2 separate regions of the Triticum aestivum genome follow, and region 1 is linked to region 2. The links are chromatin contacts, called in public Hi-C maps. All regions are on one chromosome and are shown on one strand. Each heading gives the region's core, a stretch centred on a gene start, on an enhancer-like site or on the middle of the called end of the contact. The rest is flanking DNA. Distances are from core to core; before and after follow the strand shown.

Evidence for each region. Hi-C and Micro-C count contacts between places; a contact is called where the count stands out from the background.
Region 1: a Hi-C map of leaf shows a contact between it and region 2, with 6 times the contacts expected there. The contact joins the promoter of LOC123071099 here to the promoter of LOC123071098 in region 2. A contact is called at or near these places in 2 of 5 Hi-C or Micro-C datasets (both in leaf).

What each region holds. Positions count from the first base shown.
Region 1 is chr3B:589,144,904-589,147,603 of IWGSC CS RefSeq v2.1, reverse strand. LOC123071099 (cytochrome P450 94B3-like) reads left to right here and starts at 1,363. Exons shown (of 1, transcript XM_044494576.1): 1 at 1,363-2,700. The coding sequence starts at 1,522.
Region 2 is chr3B:588,638,743-588,641,442 of IWGSC CS RefSeq v2.1, reverse strand. It overlaps LOC123071098 (cytochrome P450 98A1), which reads right to left and starts at 1,322. Exons shown (of 2, transcript XM_044494575.1): 1 at 378-1,322; 2 at 1-246. The coding sequence starts at 1,259.

The DNA.
Region 1 (2,700 bases), core at 114-2,613, 510 kb before region 2:
ATTATTTGTGATAATCTTTCCTTTATTCCACACGTTATGGTACAGTGCGACTTCTACACATCAGTACATCACTTACCGGAAAAGTAGAAGAAATTGGTACAATTGTCTTGTGTCAAAGCCCCAACGGCATACCGAGATTGATACGCTACACCGACTGGGAGGGGTCGAAGAGGGCAGCACTTCTCATCAGTCTCTTTCTTTCAGTAATTGTTGTCGCTGACTTAGGCCCTGTTTGGTTCATAAGTCTTAGGACTTTTTTTAGTCCCAACTTATAAGTCCTAAGGATCTGTTTGGTTCATAAGTCTTAGGACTTTTTTTAGTCCCAACTTATAAGTCCCAAGTTCCTAAAAAGTCCCTACATGTTTGGTTCCTGGGACTTAACATGGACTAGAAGACCATATTATAACTATAAGTTCCTATAAGTCCCTCCTTGAAAGTCTTATTTCATAAGTCCCAAATGCCCACTTTAAGTCCCTATAAGTCCCTCCTGTTTGGTTTAGATGAGACTTATAGGGATTTTTTTTTAAGTCCTTAAACCAATAAGTCCTTGTAAACAAACACCCTCTAAGTCCCTAAAAAGTCCCTACCTGTTTGGTTCCTCGGACTTATAAGTCCTTATAAGACCATATTACAACTATAAGTCTCTATAAGACTCTCCTTTAAATCAATAAGTTCCTGAAAACAAACACCCTCTTAGTACGACTTCCGTGACAATTAACATGGATCGAAGGGAGTAGTATTTTTGTTGTTGTTGAGAAAAATTATAGAGAAATAAGCTAGCCACTGAGAGAAGATGACAGGTGATCTATGCAGGAAATGCCACGCTGCGCGTGAAATCGACGTGGGTTCAGAAGGGCACTCAGCAGCAGAACAAGGAAAAAAAGGAAAATTAACACCAGATTGCTCAGTTCTTCATCGTTATCGCGTGACTGCTTGGTTGCAGTGCACCGTACGTACATCCAAACTAGCTAACTTGTCACGACTCATGAGTTTCTCGTGTGGATGCTGGAGACAGAAGAAAAAGAACGAATCACTTGTGAGTATCACAGTTTACAGTGTTTGTTTATGGTTCGGTTGCAGTTGAACGAATCAGGTAGCAGATCAACTGACTGGGACAGTTTTTTTTTCTTTTCTTTTTTGGAAATGTAAGCACCATTAAACTATTCAAGAGCACTGGATTGTAAGTTTGTTTTTGCGAAGATGTGGACATCAAAATTGACTAGTATTTGTTCATGGTTCAGTTTGTGTCCAAGTGATTTGTCTGGTTAAACTGGTCATGTTTTAGTTGATGGTTCACTTGCTTATACGTAGTTGCCAGGAAGCAGGGATCACCTGAGCGCCGACGTCAGTATTCTGAGGATTGGTTGGTTTCGCATTCGCACAAGCCCAATCAGTATTCATCTACAAGTGCCCTTGACTTACTGAAGCCAAAGACTCAAAGTCACCCAGCTCACACTTCCAACCTCCAAGCACCCCACTCACTCCTACAGTTTTTTTGGACTTGGCAAGCCTGAGATCTCGATGGCCATGGAGCTTTCGTTGACCTCGGCCCAACCCATGCTCCTGCTCCTGCTCCTACCTCTACTATATGTCCTCTGCCTACGTCGGAACACCAGGAAGCAACCTCACGCCGACGGCCTCAAGGCCTACCCCATCATCGGCACGCTCCCACACTTCGTCAAGAACCAGGACTGCCTCGTCGAGTGGTCGGCTGGCGTCATCGCTCGTTGCCCCACGCACACCATGGTCTTCGACTTCAAGAGCCTCGGCCTCATGGCCGGTGCCATCACAGCAAACCCGGCCAATGTGGAATACATCGTGAAGACCAACTTCCAGAACTACCCCAAGGGCGAGTTCGTGGTGTCCGCCATGGCGGATTTCCTCGGCCACGGCATCTTCAACTCCGACGGCGACCAGTGGCTCTCGCAGCGCAAGGCCGCCAGCTACGAGTTCAGCAAGCGCTCGCTGAGAAACTTCGTGGTCAGCACCGTCCGGTTCGAGGTCGTCGAGCGGCTGCTGCCTCTGCTCTCCCGGGCGGAGCTACAAGGCCTGACGCTGGACATGCAGGACGTTCTCGAGCGCTTCGCGTTCGACAACATCTGCTGCGTCGCCTTCGACGAGGACCCGGCGTGCCTCACCGACGACGGCCTGGGGGTGAATGGGCGTGCGGAGTTCATGCATGCCTTGAACGACGCGCAGATCATGGTCATGGCCCGGTTCATGTCGCCGGTCAAGTGGGCATGGCGGGTCAAGAAGCTACTCAACATGGGGCCAGAGAGGCGGATGAGCAAGGCGCTCGCCACGATCCACGGCTATGTCGACAGGATTGTCCGTGATCGCAGCGAGAGGGGGGCTGCCGGGCTGGCGCGCAAGGACGACTTCCTCTCGCGCTTCGTCTCCAGCTGCGAGCACAGCGACGAGAGCCTTCGTGATGTGGTCACCAGCTTCATCATAGCCGGGCGGGACACGACCTCGTCGGCGCTCACTTGGTTCTTCTGGCTCGTGTCCCGCCGGCGCGAGGTGGAGGAGAAGATCGTGCGCGAGATATGCGGGGTGCGAGTGTCCAGCGGGAGTGCGGATGCAGCCTTCAGCCTCGACGAGCTGCGTGAGATGCACTACCTGCACGCAGCGGTCACAGAGTCCATGCGGCTATACCCGCCCGTGGCCATGGACTCGCGCTGCTGCCAGCACGACGACATC
Region 2 (2,700 bases), core at 73-2,572:
CACGGCGGCGCTGGCCCTGTGCGGGAGCATCAGCGGCGTCGGCGGGTGCAGCCGGAGCGACTCCTTCACGACGGCCTGCAGGTAGGGCAGGTTGGGGAAGTCCGTCTCCGACAGCACCCGGTCGCGGCCGACCACCCGGTCCAGCTCCTCCTGCACCTTCTGCTGCACCATCGGGTTCCTCACCAGCTCCGCTACCGCCCACTCCACGGTTATCACTGTCGTGTCCGTGCCGGCGGTGATCATGTCCTGCTCGCGCGGACAAATGTGACTAATTAGGTGAGGGAATCAAATCAAATCGCGATTACTAATAATATAAAACAGTTGCTTGTGGTGCAGTGGTTAGTACTATGGATGGCGGCATTAATTCAATTGATTACCCAGAGGAGGCCAATGACGGTGTCGTCACTGAGGTCGTACTTGTCCCGGAGCGTGAAGAGCGCGTCCACGAAATGCTGCTTGCTGGTGCCGCTCCGCTCCAGGGCCCTGGCGTGCTCCTCCATGATCTTGACGGTGAGCCGGTCGCGCCTGTCGCCGTGGGCTTGATAGGCCACCTCGTCGACGGGCGTGAGCCACCGGAGCCACCGGATGTGCTCGGCGATGGACAGCGACGCGCCGATCTTGATCCCATTGTTGACGATCTCCTTGAACTCGCGCCCTTGCTCGTCCAGCTCGCCTGCCGCGTTCAGGAACCGCTTCCCGAAGGCCAGGCGCGTGATGTTGTTGAAGCCCACCGTGGCCAGGAACTCCCGCACCGCCACCGGCTTCCCTTCCTTGCCGGCCCTGTGCACGGACTCGACCATGGCGGTGACCTCGTCCTCGCGGACGGGGCGGAGCGCCTCGAGGCGGCGCGGCGTGAAGAGCTCGAGGTTGCAGAACTTGCGCACCTTGATGTAGTGCGGGCCGTAGTCGGCCCAGATGAGGTCCATGCCGCCGCGGCTGAAGCGCTCCGAGGAGCGGTTCCGCGAGCGGTCGGCCAGGTGCTGGTCGTGGGTCTTGAGCACCTCCTGCGCCAGCTCCGGCGTGGACACCACCACCATCGGCGTCGAGCCGAACCAGACCGTCATGATGGGCCCGTACCGGGCCGCCCACTCGGCGAAGCACCGGCAGCGCACGGGCTCGATTTGGAAGAGGTTGCCCAGCACCGGCCACGGGCGCGGCCCCGGGGGCAGCCTGCCGAAGCGGAGCCGGTTGAGGAGGAGCGCCGTGACGGGGATGGCCAGGAGGGCCAGCGCCACCGGGAGCAAGGTGGCCGTGTCCATGGCTGACTCTTCTCGCCTCGCCCGGAGTGGGAGTGGTGGTAGGTACGGGAGCTCCGGTGGACTGTGAATTTTCCTGGTTCAGCTTGGTCAGCATGCCCGTGTATTTATGTGTATGGACGGACACACTCCTGGCTACCTACCACCGCGCGCCTAGGACTTCACAACCATTCCTGGTTCATCTGTGCTTGAGCTCATGGTAGGCCCCATGAATCGACTGCAGTTCATGTTGAAGTAATGTCGAGCGTGGTCCTTCATAGTAAGTCGTAATGTTACTCACTCACGTGTACGCAGGAGATCCGTATGGAAGTATCCTGGTAGCGAATCGTCCACGTTGTCGTCTCGATGATGATCGTCTCCGGTTTGCTGTTTGCATCGAGAGGGGCTGGAAAATCGGTTGATGCGTCGTCTTCTCAGGATGCAGACTATTCTGTTCCGCTCCTCTGCAGTCGATCGCGCGTGGTGGCCGTCGGATCTATGAATGGCATCTCCATCTGCACGGCACGGCCGGGGGTGATCCTCCTAGTTTTCCTAAAAAACAGTCTGCATCTGCACTTACGCTGTGCCATATCTAAAGTGGAATTACTGCAGCGTCTGACCTGTGACGCGGGCACATATTTTACGAGATTCAGGAATCAGATTTTCACTGTTTGCATGGCACCCCGCCAAAAAAATAAGAAACTGTTTTCACGGACCATGTTAACAGATTTCTTCTTTTTTCCTCGAATACGCATAAGCGTAGACGTACAGTTACTGCGTTGGAGTTCAGATGGAACAACTAAATGTCGCGTGCTCTTGTTCATTGTCATTTTGCAGCCCAAGGCAGCTAATCAAAAAGTGTCTAAAATCCTAAACTGTTGACAGGCTGCATGATGCTAAATTTTTTTTTAAGCACGCCGATAAGTGCCACGCGTGTGGGCATTAGGAAGTCTGCCCACATATTTTGTGTGGTGTATAAAGAGAAACAGCCCACACACCTACGCATGGGCAAAACAAGTAATGCCCACACATCTTTTTTTTCTTCCGATCTCTCTCACACGCGTGCGTGTGGGCGAAGTAGATAACACCCACACGCCCTGAATGTCAGGCCACGTACCTCGTGGTCCCGCACGCCACACGTGACAGTCATCGCGCGCCCGCAGTTGCCATGGTTCAGACCCTCGTCCATGTTCGTTTAACTGCAGTTGTCATGTCGCTGAACTACGGTTGCCATGTCGGACAACTGCAGTTGTCATGGTTGTTCAACTGCAGTTGCCATGTATGGTCTGATCTACAGTAGTTGCCATGATTTCAAAACTTTAAGAGTTGCCACATACTAACACTAGGCAGTTGAGAGAGTTGACATGTGCTCGCAAGCATGCTAGGGCAGTTGCCATGTAAAAGGAAGAGTTGCCATCTGCTTACGTGCACATTAGGGCAGTTGACATGTATCATGCAAAAACAC